3 separate regions of the Mus musculus genome follow, and regions 1 and 2 are each linked to region 3. Evidence: chromatin contacts called from public HiChIP or PLAC-seq data. All regions are on one chromosome and are shown on one strand. Each heading gives the region's core, a stretch centred on a gene start, on an enhancer-like site or on the middle of the called end of the contact. The rest is flanking DNA. Distances are from core to core; before and after follow the strand shown. Region 1 overlaps Pvt1 (Pvt1 oncogene). Region 2 overlaps Pvt1 (Pvt1 oncogene). Region 3 has its middle 280 kb from the start of Gm41333.

Region 1 (3,309 bases), core at 493-2,992, 310 kb before region 3:
CTGTCTCATAGGATTGAGATTTTTCCTTGAGTTTATTAATATAGCCTGGTCTACAAAGTGAGTCCCAGGACAGCCAGGGCTATACAGAGAAACCCTGTCTCGGAAAACAAAAACAAAAACAAAAAAAAACAAAACAAAAAAAAAAAATATATATATATATATATATATATATATATATATATATATATATATAAAACAATTGAATGGTATACTTTGCAGCATCTCAGCAAGACGAGGAGGTAAAGCCAGAGAACCAAAACAAGGCTGAGTAAAATGAGCTGAGGCCATTGGCCATTCCTTATTATCAGGAAGACATAGGTGACTACCTACCTTTCTCAACTTCTGGTCCCTTCCTCCCTCCCTCCCTCCCTCCCTCCCTCCCTCCCTCCCTCCCTCCCTCCCTCCCTCCCTCTCTCCCTCTTTTTTCTTCCTTCCTTCCTTCCTTCCTTCCTTCCTTCCTTCCTTCCTTCCTTCCTTCCTTCCTTCCTTTCTTTCTCTCTCTCTTTCTCTCTTTCTCTCTATTTTTGAGACAGGGTCTCTAAGTAGTCCTGGCTGTCCTTGAGCTTGCTATGAAGGCCAGGCTAGTCTCTAACTCAAAGATTGTCCTGCCTCTGCCTCTCAAACACTGGGGCCAAGGGTATGTGGCCACCATGCCCAGCCTTAAGTGAATGACCTGGATGCTCTTTGATAGTGATCCCTCCAGGGGCTTGGCCCGCCTTTGCTCTAATATAGAGCATGCTCTTCAGCTTGTAGGGCAATGCTCTTGTGACTTTGCCAACCTAGAGGTTGCTGAGAAAGAAAGCAAGTTTCTCACTTCTCCTGGAAGTCTGTATGGAAGAGCTGCAGCAGGAGCTGCACAGGTCCCATAAAGAAGGAATAGAATAGAGGGACTCTGCGGGAGGGGAGGGGCATGCTGATGTAGAGGTCTCCACAGTATATCTTGACTCAAGCTGGTTGTGACAGAAGCTTTCTGTAGGGGTGTATTTGCTGGGCTGAGTAACCAAAGTTGAGTTCTAATAAATAAAGATGAATGAAGAAGGAGGGAAATGTGGGAGGTTGGGGATGGGGGTGGTACAAGATACTCTCTGAGTCTGTGTGCCATTCAGAGTAATTTACACTGGGGGTCCCATTGTGCCCTTGGGCCCAGGCTCTATTTTGCCCCTTTGTTCCCTGTTCTATCCTAGCAGGGATGCTTGCTGACTTCCTGGCCATCCCCACCCCTTCTTGGGTCCTGGATCCTGCTTCCTTTCTCCCCCGCTTCACAATGATCTCATCCCAGCCGGGAAATGGGACTTTTGTTGCCCCTGCCTATTTGGCCTGGCCCAGTGTCAGGCCCATCACGTGCCCCTGCTGGGATACCGAGTGTATGAATCTCAGGCAGTGGGCAAGGCTGGCAGGGGAGGGCATTCCTCTGGACTGAGCTGTGCTGGTAGCTTGGCACACCCCCCCCCCCCCCTTCTAGAAGTGACTCAAAAGCTTTTCTGCATGCTCTTCTAGTGGACTGCTGAGTCATTCTCTGAGTCACAAGTGGTACAGCTGTGTACTCAACAGTGAGCCCTTGTGTGGGACCCAGATGGGCTGTCCTGACTCTTGGGGCATTTAAAGGCAGTTCACACTGGCATTTGACCCTCTCTGTCCTCCTCAAGGACTCTTTTACCCTGATTCCTTTCTAGGCCTATGTGTGTAGGCTAGGGAGTGATACACACCTCGGGCTGCCAGCTAGGATTCAGAATCCAAAAGTTCAATTCAAGTCAGCAGCTGGCTGACAGGCAGGGAGCCAGGGCGGTGATTAAGCAAGCTGGGGCAAGAGTGAAGTAGGGCAGATTCCTGGGCCCTAGGTGCGTCTCAGGAAGATCAGCCAACTTTCTTGTATCGTGCGTGTTTTGGGAGCATCCTGAAGCTACCTTGAGAATTCAATCTTTTTTTTTTTTTTTTTTTTTTTTTTTTTTTTTTTTTTAGTGAACAAGTGGAAGAATTCTTGTGTATTAAATCTCACTGTCCTTATACCCATTTGGTGTTTGAAGGAATGGGGTCTAGTAGATGATACCAGTTCAGAGGCAGAGTGAGAAGCATAAGTCAGAATATCAGAGTATCTAGAATTTGATGCTCAGACCTGCCTGACTCAGTTTAGCACCCCTCCCCCAAACCCCCACCCAATCTGGTTGCCTCGAGTCTTCCTCTTAAGGCAGCTGTCCTGTAGTGCAGGAAGCCAACTCCCAAGGTAAAATGTCTTTAGACAAATAAAAATGTCTTTAGAAGGCCTAGGCTCTCTATGGGGTGAGACTGAATGCTGAGGCCCGATCTGGCCTCTGATAGAGGAGGGCTTTCAACTGTTGGGGGCAGGGAACAGCTAGGAGCTTGGCAGGGAGGACTCTGTATATACTGTATCTGTCCGGTAGCACTGGAGATAGAGCCCTAGCTGACCCTGAGTGGAAAGATGGTTGGTTGCATAGTTGTGCTAGCACAGGACATACTGCAAGGGTTTGGGCTCTAGAACTTTTCCTCTGCTCATGTGGCTTTGGTGGAGTCACCTCTGCCGGCTAGTGCTAGTTCTAAAGCCTAACCCATCCTTTGGGAAGGAGTCTGTTTTATGGCTTCCTAGGTAAGGCTGATGACCCATGTGTTAGTGCTGATGTGAGCCACTTGTGGAAGTGGTCCAGTGTTCAGCCACCACTTATCCACTGGGGCCAGATGGGCTAGACCTCAAAGATCTGTAGGGCAAGATGGAAAACAGTCATCCTTTGAATTCACCAGGAACCTCATGACTAGAGAGATGATTAGGAGGCCATTGTTACCTTCTATGGAAGGTGATGAGTGAGCTGGAAAGAGCTTTGGGTATGGACACGCTTCGAAGGCGGGCATTTTGAATAGTAGCATAAAGGCAGATGGTGATGGGGAAATTTCTAATAGAGTGTTGCTGTAGAACAAGGTTGTTCCCAACCTTCTGATCCCCCCTTCCCTGTCTTCCTAGTGCAGTTATAGGCTATGCCACCAGATTTCTGGTTTTGATAGAAGCTTTCAGAACTCTCTTGTGTCCAGGAATGATTCATTTTCTAAGGACATCATCCAGCATTGGGGCCTTTCAAAAAGGATGGCCATGTGAGTAGTTTTTCACAAACTGATGTACAACAGTTGCCTCTGTGATCTGGACCTACCTTTTTGATCCTTTCCTTTTTTCTACCTCGGGATTCATTTTTAGTGACACTATAAAAATATATCCTATTATGTTTATTTTATTTATGTGTGCACGTATGAATTCGTGTGTGGCAAGGCAGTGTTGGCTCACGCCTTTAATCCCAGCACTTGGGA
Region 2 (3,510 bases), core at 509-3,008, 270 kb before region 3:
ACACAAACCAAGGGACTTGGACAGAGTCTCATTATCATCAGGTTACCAATTTACAAGTGACCTCACAGAGAGAGGGTCAGGAGCTTGCACATGAGATGGGTTAGTCCTTTTTCCAATGGGAGCTCCTTCCTTGCCCTGTCCTACGTACCTAGTCATAACTATGTAGGTTGTTTTTGTAGCTTCCCAGTCTTCCTTGATTAACCACAAGATGGGGGTGAGCTGGGGGGAAGAAATACCCGGCTGATGCTTATGGAGTTAATTAAGATTTTCCTGGGTTTCATTTGTTCTCCTGGTTAGCACGAAGATAAATCCTCCAAATGGCTGGGAGGGTTTCGGCTGACAGTGCATTGTGAATTCACATAGCATTTGCATCTTCCTGGGGATGATAAATGTTTAGATAACGACAAACAACGGGGAGGGGGAAAGAGAAAACTGGGGGAATTCAGGTGGGGCTGATCAGATTGGCCCCCCTCCGTGGTGTGATGAACCAGCGATAAACGGCTTAACTGACATATCTGATGCCCTCTGCTTCCCATGTAAGACTGAGGAAAGTGGCTTAGTTTTGTTGTCTGATGAAGCCAATGCCTTCCTGATGCTTCTGTGGGCTGATGTGAACCCGGTTCTCACATATATATCAAATGGCATGGTGTCTGGGTGGACACCAACGTCCAGGATTTTACATGTTCTACTTTATTGGACATTCCCAATGTGCCAGTGTTCGATTTAATTTTCCTAGCAGTTCCAAAGGTGAAAAAGCTGTATAATCGTCATCCTGCAAGTGTTGAAATGGAAGATGGGAGGGGTCCAGTCCCCAGCTAGCACGCACTCTAAGATGGGATCCCTTCCCTGGGGCTTCTGGACACACCTTTCTCCATCATCTGCTTGCTACCCAACAAGTGTCCACGTTTAGTCCGTAGGTGGCAGGTTGCTGCTTCCTGCAGATTCAGACATCAAGGGCCCTCAGAAGACACTCTGACTACCAGCAAGAGGCTGGATACCTGAAGCCTGTGGAAGTGACAGGGCCTTTTCTGTTTATAGTCACTGCTCTCCCGCAGTCTCTGGAAGTCATAAACCTAAGCCAGCCAGTGCTCAGGAGGATGACTGGAGGCTGTGCCTTTTTGTCTGCTAGGGGACAGTGAATGCAGGTGTGACAGGCAGGGCTGGTGGAAGAGGAAGCTTGCTCCTTGCTCTCTAGTTCAGACCGTTTTTCCTGGATTCCTAGCTGATTACATGGCGCCTCCAATGATCAGATTGAGGAGAGGAAGCCAGAAAGTTCTGGCATTTTCCTACTAAATCCTCACCAGTTTAAATCAGCACCCTGTCTAGTCCCCCCCCCCCCCCACCAACCCATCCCACTTGAGACAGGGTCTCAGGTACCACAGGCTAGCCTCAAACTTAATGGACAGCAGAGAATGACTCTAAGCTTCAGCCTCTATCTCCTGGTTGCTGTGATCACAAGTTTGCACCACATAGTCTGGTTTTATTAGGTGCTATGCATCGAATCCAGTTCTTCTGGATTTTGTACTGAGTTACTTCCCAGCCCAGAAGGACTTCTTTTGAATGATCACCTCAGCGATTCTACATGTGGGGTAGCCCAAGCCGCAGTCTTACTGAGGGTGTAAACAGAAGGGGAGGGGTGTGTGTGTGTGGGGGGAGAGTGATAGCTGAAGAAAGTACACATTCCACACCCAGCCCCTTCCTGACTCTGGTTCCCTGGAACTGCAAACAAGGAGCTGATTCACATGGCTGGCTCCGGGGCCCCCCTCGCTGGAGTTGAGAACCTGTGCCTTCCACTGACGGGGAGGAAATTCCATTTCAGTTATTCCGTGCTATGAGTTGCTCGGGGCATTCTCTATCTTGATTTTTAGGGCTGCGTCATCTTTTTGGAATTCGCACCCCCCTCCCAGTTTTCTTTCTTTGGGTGATATATCGAGGTGAAAGCTTAGTACAAATCTACAGGGCACAGTCATTCTCTGGCATCTAGGGCTTCATGTTTTTCGGAGGCTGGTCTGTTAGGGGCATGGATGCAATTGCCTTCTCCATCTTCCCACATCCATTTCTTAACCCTTCATGGGACTTCCGATGGGACACTCTATTTTGGAGGGCTGCAGTGTGTTACAACTCTTGGAAAGACTCCTTGAGGTGTAGTAGAAGAGGCCACCACCGTCAGTGTCCCAGTGAAGAAGTAAGGAACGCTGTCTCAGAGGTACACCAGCCTCATCACCAAAGCTGCCATCCAGCAGACTGTTCGGCTAGTTTCCTGACTCTTCCAGCTGATCCCCGTCTCCACCTGATCTTGGTTTCACACCTGCCACAGTGTCTGTAAATCCCCTTCTGGCTTCCTTGACAGACTCAGCTGCTCTGCCTCTCAGCTCACGGCCACTGTGTCCTTTTCTTTGAGGTGTCCTGTCTCTCCCATGAGACTGAACATTTCCGGGGAGAAGTGGTAGCTTTGGATCCACTGCCTATTCAGAGCCATTTATCTGGGGTGAGTTCATGTTTGCCAAAGAACTCTCCAGAGCCCTGTTTGACACTTTTAAGTGTATATGAGTGTGTACTAGACTACACAGGCCATCTCTTCCTTTTCTTCTTCCTCTCTGCGGCTGTTTCTGATCCAGAGTACCACTGAGGGAATAAGTGGCTGCTGCCCCTGTATTCATAGGATCATTCCCAAAAGTCCTACCTCCTGCTCCTCAAATTCAATGAAAAAGCAGCCATGTAGTTATGAAGGTATTTGCAGAGATGTGTGGGTGTGGGGCATGGGATGAAGGCAGAGTGAACCTAACCTGGCCATTTGTAGCTTGTGCTCTGGTAGCATAGGAGTCTAGATTCTTTATTCTCCAAGCTAATTTAGGAGATTGGTTCAAGGACCATGGAGGAGATGCAGGCACAAACAAGTTCAATATGTGCAGGGATCTCTGTGGGGTGAGGGACAGCTGATCACTGAAGCACTCAGTAGATGCACACAGGATGGGACCTTTCACTGTAGTTCTGAGCATGGAAGACATGTTTATAATCTGCCTTTGAGATTGAAGATCGATCTAACTCGTGCTCCATAGGAAATTCAAGGCCAGCTTGGATAAATTGACATCTAGGCTTAGGGGGAAAAAAACAATAGGAAGGAAGGAAGGAAGGAAGGAAGGAAGGAAGGGAGGGAGGGAGGGAGGGAGGGAGGGAGGGAGGGAGGGAGGGAGGGAGGGAGGGAGGAAGGAAGGAAGGAAGGAAGGAAGGAAGCTGAAGAGGGGCTTTAGGGGTGCCTTTGTGATTCCTCTTAAGGGTGACACAGACAGAGACCAGACATCTGAAGGGGTAAGATATTATGAAAATTTTTGATCAAAAGTTGTAGAGAGACACACAGGATGCCTTGTGTACTTGTAGGACGGGGGTAGCCGAGTTCTTTAAAAGCTAACAGAACACAGAGGAACAGCCAGGCCTCTCTGAGCTGTGCTGAAGAGGACCTGGAGGTCAGATGTGGGGTCAGAATGCAGAGCAGTGTGAAATCCTGACCTG
Region 3 (3,043 bases), core at 217-2,716:
TGAGAGGGGCCAGTAAAAAGTTACACTAAGCACTGAGGAGGAACACAATCTTAAAGTCACTGTTTCAATTAGAGAACGGAATTAAATCTCCAACGTCATGGAGAAAACAGTGTTTATAATGTTTCAAATCTTAATGTGAAAATGATCTGGAACGTCACAGAACTAGTAACAAATGCAAGGTAAGACGGGGCATGATAGGGAAAAAGAATGTGATAAACTCATTGTCCAATGGAAGAAGCAAGGGTCATGTCTTTGTAATGTGTTCGTAGCTTTATTTTTGAGGTGTATCTCTAGGTTCTGTTCACTAAGATGAGCATTTTTCTAATACATAATGAAAGTTGAAGAATATAAAAACTAACAAGGAAGAAAGCCCTGGAAGGTAAGTTATATCTGAAAAATAAAAACAACAACATCATCATTATCAACAACAACAGCCCCCCCCCCAGCAGCAGCAGCAGTAACAGCAGCAGCAGCAGCAGCAACAGCAACAACAACAACAACAACAACAACAACAACAACAACAACAACAACAACAACAACAACAAAAACTTTGAAAGCCATGTGAATTTTAGTCTATAAGAACCAACTAAATGTTTAAATCTATACTTCTGAGACAATAATGCAGATGGAGTTTGGGAGGTAACTGTGGAATCTCAAAGATGTCTACTCTTCTTGGGAAAGGTGAGCCACCACTATTGCCTATTTGGTCATGGTATAAAAGGTAGGAAAAACAGCCACAGAGCAACTCAATGTTCCTCATGATTCTGTAAGGTGACTGAGAAACACCCACTAGAATTCAGTTACCTTATAATAGAGATACAATAAGGGACTTTCCTTTCTTCAATTATTCCTCACCTCTGGGCTTGAGCTTTGGTATGCAGCAGCAGATGTTCGAGTCTACCCTTCCTAGTTCATGCTTCCTCATGAGGAAGATGTGGGTAAAAGACTTAGCTCAAAGACTCTTGCAGAATTCAAAGGCAGGGCTGTCCAGAGCTCTTAGCAAGAGATGTGGGAGGTACTTGTCACTGCTAGGTCCTTGTTTTCAAAGAACAATGAGCTAAATCTATCTAAACTCGGAGGCCTGTGTGCTAGGTAAGCTGTCAATGGAATGGTTCTCTGGAGAGTTTGTTCCTGATGTATTTCTGGAAAGAAAGAAACTGGGACCGAAAAGGGAGGTGGTGCTTATATCCAGAGAGGACCTAGGGATCTCATCTCTATTCAGTGCTCTGCTGTCATTGTAATTAACAGGCTTTCCTACCTTGAACAATCTTTTCTTAACACAATTCCCAACTACCTGTACAGTATATTGGGAGAGAAGCCCCTTCTATACTTACAGTTTCAATGACGATGGTTATTGATTTTTCCTTTAATAACTAACTTCTACATCTCTTTCCCCAGGAAGGAAACAAACCAAGCTATTTATGGCTCCCTCTTCATTTAGTTGCATAAGAGCAGTTCTTCTCGGGAAGGGTGCACTTCCGTACTTTGGGATCCTGCAGTCTAGAAAGGGAAACTCCTCTGATGAATCACTGACCAAGTCAAGGCTTGGCTGACCTCAAGTTTTCAAAACTGTGCCTTCTGCACCACATTCTTTGGGAAGTCTTCTCAGATTTCTCAGTATGTTGGAGTACCAACCAACAACACCCCTTCCTTCCTTCTGCCTATGTTCTTGCCTGTATGTGAGAACTCTGCCTCTGGGCCAGATTTCCTCAACTTTCACTAGAAAGTCGTGAAGAAACAATGGCCTCTATTCTTAGTAGCTGTAGTGGAGCACATGCAGGAGGTATGGGATGTTGCCATTTGCTTCTTTTTGCCCATGTTGAGGTTTATCTGTGTCCACACTGCTTCCTGAGTTCCTGCCATTTCAGAGTCCCTTGTCATTATGAGCCTATACAACAGTTGTGCTTTTAGTTTCCTGTATTAAGGTCCTTTCTTCTTGAAATATGCAGAGAGCCCAGTTTCTTCACATTCAGACTGTGAACCACCCAGCTGAATGAAGAGCATTGTTCTGAGGCAGTCCTTTTAGTACCTCCTTGCTGTTATCACCACAATCAGTAGCTTCAATGTTGAACCCCGGAGTGTGAAGCATAGCAGGAACTAGGAGTGTTTTATTCAGCTGCTGAGACACACACAAACACACACACTCATTCACAAACAGACAGAGAGACAGAAAGACAGAGAGATAGAGACACACAGAAAGAGACAGACAGAGACAGAGAGAAGCACCCCAGTATCACTTACATGGCAATTAGGATATTTCAAGCCCAAGTCTAGCTTGGTCTACAACTTTTATGCTTATCTGGGCTACATAGTAACCTCCTGTCTAAAGAGAACTCAAAGACTGAGCTCAGAGTAGAGTGTGTGCCTAGCATTTGAGAGGCCCCGTGTTCTATCTCTGACACCACAGAAAAAGAAATGAGAAAAAGGAAAGAGGCCTTTAGGGCCATCAGGAGTTGGTGGCTTCCCCAGACACATACTAGGAGCTCAGCAAAGGCCTCCTAGGGGGACCACAGCAAGGGGGGAACGAGGCTAATGAAACCAAGAGCAGTAAGTCAAGGATGCTGGTGAGTCATTTCGGTTCCACAGGGTTAACCATCTAACAACTATTAATCATTGGGAAACCAATTAAATTTCCCAATTCTTGCCACTTGATAACCATGTTCTGGTTTTGTGAAACTTGCCAACAATCACCAGTTAAAAAGGAGGGTGAGAAGAACTTAGCTGGATTCCCCGCTGTTGCAAGTGTGTAGCATATGGGTCACCTTCCTTCAAGTGATCATGCAATTGATGCTTTGTCACCTTGGAGATCCATGGAGGAAGGTGCATGAGTCCATTTTCTATTGAGTTGTATACATATACATATGCTTATATGTATATATGCAAATATATGTGTGCATTTGTGTGTATGTATGTAAGTATGTATGTACAAACATATGTATGTATAAATCAATGTGCATCTTAAACCAAGTGCTGGCAAAGTTTATCCTCAGAGGCAGAGAGTAGGTATATACTTTAGCTGTGGTCATATGTTCTGTGCCCTAGG

The links. HiChIP or PLAC-seq counts read pairs in DNA pulled down with a chosen protein or histone mark.
Region 1: a FOXA1 HiChIP or PLAC-seq map of pancreatic cancer cells shows a contact between it and region 3. The contact joins two enhancer-like sites. A contact is called at or near these places in 1 of 484 Hi-C or Micro-C datasets (the N1E-115 cell line) and 1 of 115 datasets of contacts at active chromatin or transcription factors (pancreatic cancer cells).
Region 2: a contact with region 3 is called in an HNF4G HiChIP or PLAC-seq map of pancreatic cancer cells. The contact joins two enhancer-like sites. A contact is called at or near these places in 1 of 484 Hi-C or Micro-C datasets (nephron progenitors) and 2 of 115 datasets of contacts at active chromatin or transcription factors (microglia and pancreatic cancer cells).

The regions. Positions count from the first base shown.
Region 1 is chr15:62,078,064-62,081,372 of GRCm38.p6, forward strand. The region is part of intron 1 of Pvt1 (Pvt1 oncogene); the gene reads left to right. Among named protein-coding and RNA genes, the nearest start is that of Pvt1, 42 kb to the left of the region's middle. Within about 2 kb of position 1,743, at least 192 of the 459 cell types and tissues checked have an H3K27ac peak or open chromatin away from gene starts, as enhancers often do. A contact at or near this core is called in pancreatic cancer cells, where this site is marked.
Region 2 is chr15:62,117,428-62,120,937 of GRCm38.p6, forward strand. All of the region lies in intron 1 of Pvt1 (Pvt1 oncogene), which reads left to right. Among named protein-coding and RNA genes, the nearest start is that of Pvt1, 81 kb to the left of the region's middle. Within about 2 kb of position 1,759, at least 64 of the 459 cell types and tissues checked have an H3K27ac peak or open chromatin away from gene starts, as enhancers often do. A contact at or near this core is called in pancreatic cancer cells, where this site is marked.
Region 3 is chr15:62,391,030-62,394,072 of GRCm38.p6, forward strand. No RefSeq gene overlaps it. Among named protein-coding and RNA genes, the nearest start is that of Gm41333, 280 kb to the right of the region's middle. Within about 2 kb of position 1,467, at least 86 of the 459 cell types and tissues checked have an H3K27ac peak or open chromatin away from gene starts, as enhancers often do. A contact at or near this core is called in pancreatic cancer cells, where this site is marked.